Regions from separate parts of the Danio rerio genome. Here regions 1 and 3 are each linked to region 2. Evidence: chromatin contacts called from public HiChIP or PLAC-seq data. All regions are on one chromosome and are shown on one strand. Each heading gives the region's core, a stretch centred on a gene start, on an enhancer-like site or on the middle of the called end of the contact. The rest is flanking DNA. Distances are from core to core; before and after follow the strand shown.

What was found. HiChIP or PLAC-seq counts read pairs in DNA pulled down with a chosen protein or histone mark.
Region 1: an H3K4me3 HiChIP or PLAC-seq map of gastrula embryo shows a contact between it and region 2, with 5 times the contacts expected there. The contact joins the promoter of igf1ra here to the promoter of pgpep1l in region 2. A contact is called at or near these places in 4 of 4 datasets of contacts at active chromatin or transcription factors (caudal fin, embryo, gastrula embryo and 1 more).
Region 3: a contact with region 2 is called in an H3K4me3 HiChIP or PLAC-seq map of gastrula embryo, with 5 times the contacts expected there. The contact joins the promoter of kmt5b here to the promoter of pgpep1l in region 2. A contact is called at or near these places in 2 of 4 datasets of contacts at active chromatin or transcription factors (embryo and gastrula embryo).

The regions. Positions count from the first base shown.
Region 1 is chr18:22,434,250-22,438,564 of GRCz12tu, forward strand. It overlaps igf1ra (insulin-like growth factor 1a receptor), which reads right to left and starts at 1,683. Exons shown (of 21, transcript NM_152968.1): 1 at 1,590-1,683. The coding sequence starts at 1,683.
Region 2 is chr18:22,254,449-22,259,040 of GRCz12tu, forward strand. It overlaps pgpep1l (pyroglutamyl-peptidase I like), which reads left to right and starts at 2,763. Exons shown (of 5, transcript XM_073930322.1): 1 at 2,763-4,592. It overlaps synm (synemin, intermediate filament protein), which reads right to left and starts at 3,807. Exons shown (of 4, transcript NM_001044875.2): 1 at 2,918-3,807; 2 at 1-103. The coding sequence starts at 3,715.
Region 3 is chr18:22,500,954-22,505,145 of GRCz12tu, forward strand. kmt5b (lysine methyltransferase 5B) reads left to right here and starts at 1,761. Exons shown (of 10, transcript NM_001007337.2): 1 at 1,761-1,817; 2 at 2,676-2,973; 3 at 3,053-3,200; 4 at 3,287-3,452; 5 at 4,070-4,179. The coding sequence starts at 2,820. It also overlaps a transcript of anpeplb not described here.

The sequences.
Region 1 (4,315 bases), core at 433-2,932, 180 kb after region 2:
GTATTAAAGTTCAGCAACCTGGTTTCATTGTTCTAAACACATTTGTCAATGACAATCCCACTGAAATTGTTGACTATCATTCTTAATTTGAATTGATTTTAATTGTCAATTTCAAAATCTTTGGCTGTAGAAGCAACACTGTCAGGTGGTGTAACTGGTTTTTGTCAATTGGTGTAACCAGTATTTTACATAAAAATATAATTATGTACATGGAAATAATGTGAAATTAAAATTAAAACACTTAGTTTAGTGTAATAAAATAGTTTTTAACATTTTTTACATAATTTGTCAAAGATTATTTAGAAACCAGAAGTGTTTTTAGCATGCGTCTGGCCGAATATTGCAAAAACCCATTAAAATGTACATTTAGAGATAATGCGAATACAATAAATGTTATTGTGGTATTTTAAAATGAAGTATTTATTTCAGTGTGTACACTTGCATATCATCTAGGAGGAGTAAATTATTTAATATTTCACAATTTTTGGCAGTTACACCATTTGACATTTTCAGTTGCATTCAGTCTTAATGTCTGTAAAAAATGGTGTAAATGTTATTTTTAATTACATAAAATCAACATGAATACAATCTGTACATTTTAAAATATCTGACGGATGCTTTTAAATCAACTTTGTAAAAGATTTTTAAATTTCCCATCTTGCCAAACCTGTTTTGTCACTGACCCATATATATATATATATATATATATATATATATATATATATATATATATTGTAAAACAAAAAAAGGAGATTAAATGATTCAAATGAAGTTTCATTTATTAAAATGTAATTTCTTACATTGGAGTTAAAGTAAGCGAGTTTATAGCACTACAAATCAACAACATGAACAAATAATTTTAAACATTAATTAAAATTAATTGATTTGAAAGAGTTGCATGTTTTCTATAAAAAAGATATCCTGTAGCTTGACTTTCATTTACACTATTTAGCAGGCAAATACGTAAATGAATATTGTATCCAATTTTAAAATACAGATTCAAAAAAATGACCCTCCTGAGGACACGGAGAAACGTAAAACAAGCACATGGTCAGTACAGTCACCTCTGCTTCACTGCGTGATGCTCGACGGAGACTCAGCGGATTCAGCTAATCTTAACATGACCGAATAACGTTTAACCTTTTCTGAGCTCAATACGACATGAAACACACGCATTATTTAGGCAAATGCTTTATATAAGCCAATTCTCACGTAGCCTCTAAATACTAACGTGATCCAGCTCATGAATAATTCATAAAGCACACTAGACTCACAACACATCCGATGTCACGACAATTAACTGATGGGCCTAGAAACACCAATTACGATAAAAATAACTCAAGTTTGGTGTTAGTCTAGAAAAATGTGAATATTTAATATTGTCGTAAGGTATTATTCACTAATAAATTGTGTCGTGTGTTACTAGGCCCTGTACCTGGACATGTGAAGCAGGTAAACTCACGCTTGACGTAACATGAGTCCACAAACACTACGAGCCGACGGATGCGCTTTTCATAACACAAGCCTACAGGAAAATACGACGTGAAGTGTAATAATTATATTATTAGCATAAAACAAGCATGAATTACCTTCTCCACGGGCACACCACAGGCAGATGGTGGAGAGAAACAGCGCAGGACCCCAAAATAAGGTCCAAACATCCCTCGCTGTTCCAGATCTCATTCCTAACAATCGGTTATTCCCAAAAAAATACAGATAAAAAGGTGAAATTGCAGAAAAACGCGAGGCTTCTTTTAGTAAGCAAGCAAAAAAGTGCAGAAAAATCTGCTTTGGATGAGCAGTTAGTTCCTTTACCCGTAAAGATAACGGGAGGCGAGGATGGAGTAGATAAAATATCTCTGGTAATAATGACAGAATTCTCCTTTAGTGGAAACATCCAGATCAATTAAAACATGCTGTTATTCTTGCCAGAAGTGAAATGATGCAATCGGGTCTGAGCCACGAATTTTATTCGACCGATAATCTGCATCTTCAGCCTCCATTTCTTGAAAGCCCGAGAGGGACGCGCAGGCAGGCAACACGGCCAGCCAAACGAGCGGCTTCTCCTCCAACAAAAACACCTTCAGTGCGCGAGCCTGTGCTCGTCTGATGAATCACGCTGTACTGATGGACGGAGGAATTTTGAGGTCACGTCCGAAGAGCCAGGCGACTCGGATAGCGTGTTAATGTATGAATGAATGCCTCACGACAGGGCTCGATCCAAAATATCCGCCAGGACAAAAATGGTTTCAGCAACTGCTCGCCCTCCCCTGCCGTCTTCACGCGCTCTCACGGTCGGTCTGTTTTGCGGTGGGGGAAAAAATCATTTTGTCGAGGTGCAAAAGTGAGCAGCTCCCGGAGCGTGGGTTTTGGTTTTCCGCACCGCAAAAACTGCTTGATATAAATGGTTTGTGAGGCTGGTGTTTGATTGTGGAGTGCCGTTCGGACTCCTCCGCGACTCTGCTGTCGGTCTCTGCTGTGTAGAATCACCGCTGTAAACAAGACTCGGCTCCTCTCGCTGAGAAACACGCCAGGCTGGAGGGAATCACAAAACATGGACTGGAAAACCGGAGCGGACAGTACAGCTAACGTTCCTCCAGAAGATCACTATTGATCTCTTAAACGTCAAGCTGACAGGATTTTTGTTTTGTTTGTTGTATTTAAAACAAAAAGTATATTTGTAACAAAAATTTCAGACATAATAGGCCTATTTTACGTAAACTACATAAATCCTAGTGCCAGCAGGGCCAGTTATGCTTATTTTAATCATTTTAATAGCTAAATATGGGTTATTTTAAATAAACGCACTAAACCAACTTAGACTTTTCATGGAATTCATGTCTCTGCTCTCTTGTGACCTGAAATGCTTATCTTGATTTGATTTGTATAAATAAATAAATAAATGAACAAATTAAATAGATCCGCTAAATTGGCCAAGCTTATTGTAATCATCATTATTTGAAACAAATGAACAACTATTAAAAAGAAAGATAGATAGATAGATAGATAGATAGATAGATAGATAGATAGATAGATAGATAGATAGATAGATAGATAGATAGATAGATAGATAGATAGACAGAGGCATATTATATGTACAGCTTTCAATTACAATGTAATTATACTGGTACAACTGATACATACTGTACAGTTACAATGTAATTACATATAGTTTCAGAATTTATGAATTTTGCCATATTAAATTTAATTTTTTCTGTTTTTTTTTCATGAAACTGCTTTTAAAAGTACAACATACATAAATGGGATTTGAATATGTTTATATTTTATGTATTTATTTTAGTATTGTTGCTCCATAACACTAGAGTGAACAGTATGTGGCTATCATAATTTTATTTTATTATAAATAATTATATTATGTATTATTACTATGTACATAAAAGTTAGGTCAACTTAACAGTTCCAGGTTACGATGGTTTTATTTGTTTTTGTAAGTAAAGTTAACTTTTTAAAAGTAAAATAAATAACCCTTTTGACAGTGCATGAGCGTACGTTATTAAATAAAAACACGTACAAGAAAGTAATTTTAAGAAGAGACAAGTATAAATAATGCATTAAGATACACAGAGAGACAAACATCATTTTGGTAAAGCAAATTTAAAAGGATTAATTAACCTGCAAATTATTATTTGCTCAACCTCCTTATTCCCAACCTGTTTGAGTTTCTTTCTTCTCTTGAACACAAAATAGCATGAAGAAGAAAAAAAAGTTTAGAACTTTTTGAGTGCGAGGACATGCTCATTTTTAGGTGAACTATCCCTTTAATGTGGGTTTGTACCACGACACTCCTGAATTATAGTGAGGTCATTAATTATAGCAACCTTTTTCAGCAAGCTCACTCCTATTCAAATTCAATACTGGAGGGTAAATTGCATGTCGGATCTGGAACATGGAGCTGTTTAAGGGATTTTATTTATGTGTGGTTTTAAAATTAATGCATGACTTTTTATACCCTTCATCTTTACAGACTTCACAGCGATAATAATTTATAATCAATTCGTCATATTTAAAATTTTACCCAGTTCCACATTTTAGAAGTGCACATATTTTGCCAATGACATATAGAGTCTTGTCAGCTAAAAGAAAAACCCGATGTAGAATTTCATTCATAGAGACGGAGCGGCTTTACAATAACAATCCATTCATTGGGTCATGATGCGGTGTCATTTCTGCTTAGCATTCATTTTTCGAGATGCTTACTTTTTTATCAAAATGGACTTGTGTGTCTTTTAGACATATGAAGATTATTTATTCATCTGCCTAAACACAGCATTTCAAGTTATAGAGTTGTTTATAA
Region 2 (4,592 bases), core at 1,513-4,012:
CGAGACCCATCTTGACCTGTAATAGATCTTGATGGTCCTTCAGCTTATCTGAGATGTTGCTGGACAGCATTCTGCGCTCATACTCTAGTTCCTCAATAATAGCCTGCATGACAAGAAGATAGTACACTTTTATCATACACTTTTAATTGTTCCTGTGAATTCCAGAATATATCCTTTACTATTACTCCCCCTGAACCCAGAAGCTTGTGTTTTGTCGTTTTTGAGTAGGTACGGTGAGGACTCTTGAGTTCCACCTTTTGGTTCATAGCTCTTGATTCAAACATGCGTTTCCTTCCTGAGGGTCCGGGCCTAGGAAAATTTCTGGCATGTCAGAAGTTCATCCGACCTTCTTTTTGCTGGTTGGGAGAGGTTAATCGCCTCTCTGTTCCCCCTGTACACTGACTAAACCCAGCGTGACAAACTACGCACAATGACAGCCAAAAAAGGAGAAGCACGAATCAAAATTTGGCTCAAAATTCACTCAGTGTATGCCCATCTTAAGGCTGCCCAGCAGGCATAGAACATCAACATGCCGTCAGATTGACCTTGCACCCCAATGACGTAGGGACTTTGCATTTTGTTTAGAACTGAGAATCTGGTTGACGTCATTGTCAACCCATTGTGCGGCTGAAGTCAATGTTCAATGTCCAAGCTAAAATCAACCAACGTCTAATGATGTTACAGATTGACTTTGTGTGGACGTTACCATTATGACGTCTATCAGACGTTGGATTTTGGTTTCCACACCTGATGAATGAATGTCAGTATTTAATGTCAATATATGACGTTGGTTTAAGATGTTAACTCGAAGTTGGATTTTGGTCACTTTCCAACACAACCTAAAGTCAACCAAATATTAATGTCATTTGATATCACTGGATCAAATTAATGTTGTCCTTAGATGCTGACTAGACATTGCATTTTAGTCACCTGATATCACGACCAAAATCTAACCTAATATTAATGTCTTATGATGTCATGTGCCTGCTGGGTGAGTTCACATGATTGCTCTGGAAGTGTAGTTTATTTAAATAAGTAGGAATTCTATCATCTTAACTACCCAATCTAATACTAACACACTGCATTTTCTTTTGTCACAAAAGCTGTTTTTCCTCTATTTTAAGTTTGGTTTTAAAAATGACAAAACTAGGCAAACCAGGAGTAAATGTATAATCCTTCTTCATTCACCCTGCATAATAGTATTACACAGCATTTAATCTATAGACTGATAAATGTCTTTGTAAATGCTTATTACAGGCCTGCGTCATTAGGCTGTTGGGTAATTGCTTATCTGTTATGGATTTGGACTCTGAATATTTTGGCACGAGGCTGGTTGCAATAATATGTCAAAGCTGACATCCTCCAAACAGCCCATTCAATTTAGCCCACAGTGACACAACACTTTAGTGATGCTTGCACTTTGCTTCAGTAACTGCTTATTTGTCATTCTCTGTGGAGAGAGGCAATCATGGGATAAAGCATTAATGCTCAATTTTTCTAAAGCACATTGAGCTAGAGATGATAAACAGGGATATTGGCAGAGCTAAAGCACTTCTCACTTGTGCTCCTAAGGGGCCTATTGTAAGAACAGGTGTTTGGATAATGTCTATCTACATGAAGTTGATGACTGCTTGGTATCTGTTATTTGTGCGTTTTGTAATCTTTTACTTTAATGTCATTGCCTGAGTGTAAAACCTCAAGTAAAAAACTTCACTTTGGGGCCCTGATTTGACAAGAGGGTGGAGTTAAGGAAACTTGGGCGTTTACGGCAGGCCCAGACCAACTGGGCTATAAGACCACCTTGGTGACACTGTGTCTCCAGGTGATGACGTCGATTAAATGGAGGCAGGTCGCTTAAATGGAGGCAGGTCCGGGCCTACCGTAAACGCCAAAGTTACGGTTTTGTAAAGGCAATGCTATAAAAAATGTCTTGCAAATACATACTATATATATATATATATATATATATATATATATATATATATATATATATATATATATATAGTTTATATATATATATATATATATATATATATATATATATATATATATATATATATATATATATATATATATATATATATAGTTTTGTGTTGCCATTTATTTTTGCTCTGCTTGATTTTTTTTGTTAGCAAATTTTATTTTCATTTCTCAAAACTTAAGTTTCCCATTGCGATTTTTGGAGATTTGCATTTATTTATTTAATTTTTGCTCAATACGTTATTTTTTGTTTGCAAAATGTTCTTTTATTTTGTAGGTATTTATGGCCCTAGAATGACTACATAATATATTTGAACAGAAATTAAGATTTGCTTACAGTAAATTAGTGGCACTTCGTCTTCAGAAATGTAATATTTTTGTACATTTAAGTAAAAATGTTATATTTATCCAGTATATGTTAATTCTAAAATATTATTTAATTAGCTTTTATTGCAATTAAAATAAAAAAAATTACACATTTACACACAAGTGTTTCACATATTTGTCATACATACTGTATGGTGCTAGGTGCATATCAACTTTATAAAAGCATAAAATTTATTAAACTAAATAAAAATAGCAGTTTATGTATTATATGGAAAGAGGATGCAGATTTAATGCGTGATTTAAAATATGTCATTGCTTAAAATATGCCATGTGTTTCTAGGTAATTTGGATGAAACGATCGAAAAGGTTATAGATTTACATAACCATGGGAACTGTGCAACAAATACTTTAAAACGTCATGGGACACCAATGTGTATCGGCAGAGATGTGTCAGTGCTGCTGCTGTCACCATAGTGCGGGCCGTGGGTGTGGCGCTCTTTCTGGAGGAGCACAACATCCTTACGCAATCCCTGTTTTCACCAACGCACATCAGGAAAACTATCCCATGTTTTATTAATAGAGCAGCTTGTGTTTTGGCTTTGACACCCACCTGATACTGAGTGATTTCAGCTCTGAACTGATCTTGCATGTTCACGAGCTGCTCCTCGAGATTCATCTGCACTTGTGTTTGTTTCTCAATCTCGTCACGCAGCCTCTTGAACTGCGAAGCGTGTTCCTTCTTTTCCCTCTGAATCTCCTCCAGCCTCGCGTGGTCTGCTTTTATCGACTCTTCGATTTCCTCCACCTGCAGGCGGTACATCTCCAAGGTGCCCTGCCAGTTTTCGGTGAAGTTGTTTGCGTACTCCTGCACCTCCTCCATAGTAACCGCTGGAGGAGCGGGACGCGTTTGAGTCACGACTCGCACAGTTCTGGAGCGCACCTGGTCCCTCAGGTGGGCCACTTCCTTTCTGTGGGCATCTTCCAAAAACTTGTATTCCGTTTCCAGCTCAAAGAGACGACTCTCCAAAGCACCGTTGCCCTGAATAGCGTTCTGAAGTTGCCTCTCGCAGCCTTTAAGCTCAGTCCCGATGCTTTTGCTGACCGAGGCTTCATCTGAACGCATCGCCTGCAGCGCCTGAAGTTCATTGCGCAGCTTCTGTCGCTCCATCTCCGCTTTGCATTTCTCGAAAGATAAACGCTCCACCAGTCTCCTCATTTCTCGCAGCTCGGACATGTGCTTGCTTTCCCATTCTCCAGACCTGTTCTGCCTGATTGAGCTTATTTCGTTAATCAGACAGGTGTTTTCTTGTTCCAACTGTTTCGAGCGCATTAGGTAGTGGCTGAGTCTTTGGTTGAGCTCTTGCAGCTGGAGCTTCTCGCTTTCAAACGGTTCCCTCATTCGAAACATTTCCCCGTTGTAATTGAGAGTATCTAAAAGCTTAAACGTGTTTAAGTTTGAAGCTAATCAATATTTTGTTGTCATCCGTGTTCTGCGTCGATGAAGAGCGCTGGGCGGAGGCAGAGTCGGACAAGTGCGAAGGATTTGAGCTGATCCCATGTCCCGTTAGCGAGTCCTACTATGGTGACGGTTTACTTCATGAATATTTATGACGCAACGCGACGTTCGTCCAGTAGGGCTATAAGATTCGCTGAAACAGTTGAATATTGATTAGGCTATGCCTGGACGCTTTGTGAACGTCAGCACGTTGTATTAATATTCATGACTCAGTCCTTTGCCATGGTACGTTGTGTAAATTCCGTCCCGGTAAGAGAGACGTTTGAAGGAGTACGTCTTTAGCTGTGATGGGATATGAGATGGCTCTCCCATGTGGAGAAAAATCGACAATGCACTCCCTTACTTGAGCAAACTTTCACGTCAGGTAACAACCCTATCAAGACAGTTTACATAAAGTATCAGCTAACAGCTACTTACCGTGCCTCTATTCTCGTGTAAATAGGCGATATAGAGTTTAGTTTTAAAAAAAATAATGGACACTACACGCGAAATTGTAGTTATCACAGGTATGTGGTTGGGTTGGTAATCTGACGCATGCGAGAACCAGGCTATCAGTTTTAATGGCTTCGTTTCCTCGTTAAATATGAGGAAAATATTATTGGTTCTGCCAAAGTCGTCGGCTCTGCTACTGTGTTTGAGATGACGCTTGTTTGTTTAATGTACTAGGTTTTGGTCCTTTTCGACAATATGTAGTGAATCCAAGTTGGGAGGCTGCAAAGGTAACGTAAAACAAATACATTTTTGATATTAGTCGTCTACATATACCATT
Region 3 (4,192 bases), core at 511-3,010, 250 kb after region 2:
ACAACTTTACACAAACAGCTGGAAACAAGTCCTCAAACCATACACAACAACTGAAACAAATCTTAAATGTACTTACAGGCTGCTGTTCAAGATGCTGCTAAAGTGCTTCTCCTGCCGACTAATGCTACCGTGCTCACTATATAGTGGTTACCTGGCGTTTGGACACGCCTCCCGAGTCAAAACAAGGGCCGAAACTGAGGCGGACGACGCGAACCGCGTCTGCGTTCGCTACACAACGAACTTTCTTTCTTTTTTTCTTTAGATATCTCGTTTCTTATTACTTTTTTATTCTAATATAAATGTCATCAACAGCTCCCAACAGTTACAGATTCAGAAAAACCAATAAAGGTAGCATAACTGCTCCCGATAAAACTTTTAGGTTTTCTAAAGTGAAAGGCTCAGTCAAGAAAAAGTTATTTGTAACAGTATTTACAACATCCTAGAGTCTGGATTTTGCTTCTTGTCACATAATGATGGATGATCTCAAACTCATGGGTTGCTGCAACCATAAAAAAATCTAAAGCTGCCAGCTCACATGTTTGTCTCCACACATAGATCCGTCTGCATCAGCAAGCTCATGCTCCAGATAGTTGTAAATACCCCCAGGATTGTTTTCCATGACCATGGATGAAAAGTAATAATGTTGTAAATAATGTTTTGTTTCTTGCACAGAAATACTGCTTCACTTCACAAGACTTCAGCGTATTGCATGAGTCACTTTCTTTCTTTCTTTCTTTCTTTCTTAAATTCTCAAAGTTTAATTAGACTTTCATTTTATGAATGAGAAAGGACCACACTTTCAGCTTAAAATCGTATTTACTATTCTAATGAAGAAATAAGGATATCTTGTATAGTATGTGAGTGATTAGATTAACAACATTTCTTTATATTTAAGTGAACAAACTCTTTAATGTATTATATATTCAGACATGGCTGTGTATGCTTAAATGTATTTTAGCTTTGGTTTTGCTTGTTGAGTTTTTATGTTTGTTTATTTTGTCTTGTAAATTTTCTTTACCATTCTTTAGTGACAATAATACTAAAATCGGTCAAGATTATGTTGAAAAATCAATGTCTAAAGATCATTTTCATTGTTCAATGTATGTGAAAACATATTTTACAGCAACAGACTTTATTGCCACAATAGACTTTATTAAATATATATTCAATTACTAAATAGTTGTTAGTATTTGCATAAAACTCAAAAAATATTAGTATGCATATATGTTTACATATAATGTAACGTTACAACTCAAAGCAAAAGATAAGATAACTCTTGTATAATATAATATAATATAATATAATATAATATAATATAATATAATATAATATAATATAATATAATATAATATAATATAATACCACATTAAAGCTAAAGCAGAAAATGAGTGAATTTGTGCGAGGCGATGGTGCGGTGGGATGCTGTTGCTGCTCTACGGAAACACAAGCGCACTGAGCCGCAAGTGCACATTTAAAGGGGTACAACAACAACGCTGTCTTTGTATACATTAGAGTTTGTCGAGGCGTTTATAGCGCTCGATCACCATCCAGCCGCCTTTTCTTTGCGCGACGGTATTATACGGACAGTTTGGGAGTTAAAAAGATGGATTGAGCGTCAAAGTACGGCCTATAATTCAAACATTTTGGGTCTATTTCTTTCCGAGGCGGCTCGGTTGTCCTGTCGTCTCTGTTGATCTGGAAACGGCCGCCATCTTGAATTTTAATGTAATATTTTCGAACAGTTTTCCGGCAATGTGACATTTTTGGAATTGCATTGGACTTTGATGATGGATAAGGCTTGAGCCAGAAGGAAAAACGTGAGTATTTAAGCTAGATCGTCGATTCAGTATCCGACTTCACTCTTGCACAGGGCTGTTCCGGGTGTCGCCTAGCAATCGCAGTTAGCCGCACATTAGGCCCGGTGTGATGCTTCTTTATTTTCGGTTAATGTCAGTATCTATAAAAATGTGCGTAGAAATAATACTTATCCTGCACCAACATGCTCTTATAATAGTTATTATGATGCTGGAACATTTACCTAGAACTCTGTTTTAGAAATCGATGTTCTGCCGGTTCGGCAAGTCTCATTGTTTTGTTAGCTCGATGCTAAGCTAGTTAGCATATATCAAGTGCTTTTTACTGCTAATTTAGGGTGTTAGCCTTATGGAACGCAACATAACTCGTTGATTCGCACTTTAAAACATCAACGTTGCTTACAGTTTAAGTAAAGCTATAATTTGATGTGTAACCCTAAATCCGCGTGTTAATGTGGTTTGTGTGGGGATTTAAATGCACCGTCGCTAATATGGGAGTGTTTAAGCCACTACGGGGAAGTGCATTAATGTAACAAATCAGTGATATTTGTGCATACTATCAATTTTAGAAAATGTTGGTTTATTCGAGACGTCATTTCCAACACCATGTCGATTGAAATTTCTACGTTTGTGGGTAAAACCGGGCAGCTTATCTTATTTCCAAAAGTAGCCACGTGGTGGCGCTATGCACCTAAGAATAATTTAAAAGTAATCATCTCAAACATTTGAAGTGAATTCATAGTTCATGGCATGCTGGTAATGAAATGAACCTGTACTGTTTGTGTTGAAGTTGTTGAAGTATTATTGGCAATATAATCATATCAAAAGTACATTAAACAACGTTTTTTTTTTTTTGAACAGGTGAAGTCAAATCTAAAGAAACAATTAAAGACGACAGATCTGACCTTATTCCCATTGTACCTGTCGCTGTCTTGTTGAATGGTTTCTCACAAGCACACAGAAGCTCAATGCGCCTTCTCCATACCGCCAGCTGGTATGAAGTAGATGGGAGAATCCAAGAACATGGTGCTGAATGGCAGGAGACATGGCAGAAAGTTCTCCAGTAATCAGCCCGTAAGCAAATCCAGGCTGCAAAACACACAGAGATCCCATCTTCGCCAGAACAAAGGCTCCCCGAGTGTCAGAAGATGCAGTCGACGTAAGTTCATAAAACAATTTATTGTATTTTACCAGTAGTTAGTTTTTCTATTAGTTATTCATGTCAAATGTTCAAACAGGTTGTGGTGGGGCGCCCCCGGAGGCAGAAAGGCGTCATGTTCCTTCATCGGGAATGACTGCCAAGGAGTTGTGCGAGTATGATGATCTGAGCACCAGTCTGATCCTGGATCCATACCTTGGCTTTCAGACCCACAAGATGAACACCAGGTTTGTGCTTGGTGAATTTGAAAATGGTATTTTACAGTTAACAAGAGTTTTTTTATTTATTTATTTTTAATACATATATTTTTAAGGTTTCGACCAATCAAAGGCCGGCAGAGGGAGCTGAGGGAGATCATTGAGCTTTTCAAGAAGCATGACAACCTGGAGAAAGCTTTTCAGGCTCTGACATCTGGAGACTGGACCAGACATCATTTTCTCAACAAGACCAAGTCCCAGGAGAAGCTCTTCAAAGCACATGTAAATTTTAGCTAATGAATATTTAACTTTAATTAAAATTTTTCTTTACCTTTCCTGGGTTAAATATGTTTACAAAAATTTAAATATCATCTAAATTACTGCATATTAAGGAGGCTTGTTTGTTTAATGCAAGATTAATAATTTATAAAATTTCTATAATTACTTTAATGTTAATGTTTTATTAATATTACCATTATTTTATATTTAATTAAAATAAATGTATTATTTATACACATTTGCTGTGTTAAATTCAATTTAAAAAAACAAAAGCCAAAAAAAATGTTAAATTAAAAATGTAATCAATTAAAATCAGTATTAACATTTACTATTAAAATTACTCGTTTACTATATTTAAAGTAACAATGCAACAACTTTAAAAGTAAAGCATTTTAAATATATAAATATTTATGGGTATTTTCTAGGAACAAAATAAAATATAAATGCATTATAGATCTTATAACATTAAATAATATAAATGTTTTACATTTTAAATGTAATGTCAGAATTATTTACATTTACAATTTTTAATATTCATTTATATATTGTTTTATATGTTTATTTATAAAATGCAATATCAGCAATAAATATTAGTTTTTTTCTCTTTCATATTTCGACAGGTGTTTGTTTACCTTCGCATGTTTGCTTCAGACAGCGGCTTTGAGATCCTTTCTTGCAATCGCTACTCCTCTGAGCAAAATGGAGCCAAAATTGTAGCAACAAAAGATTGGTGAGTTAACACT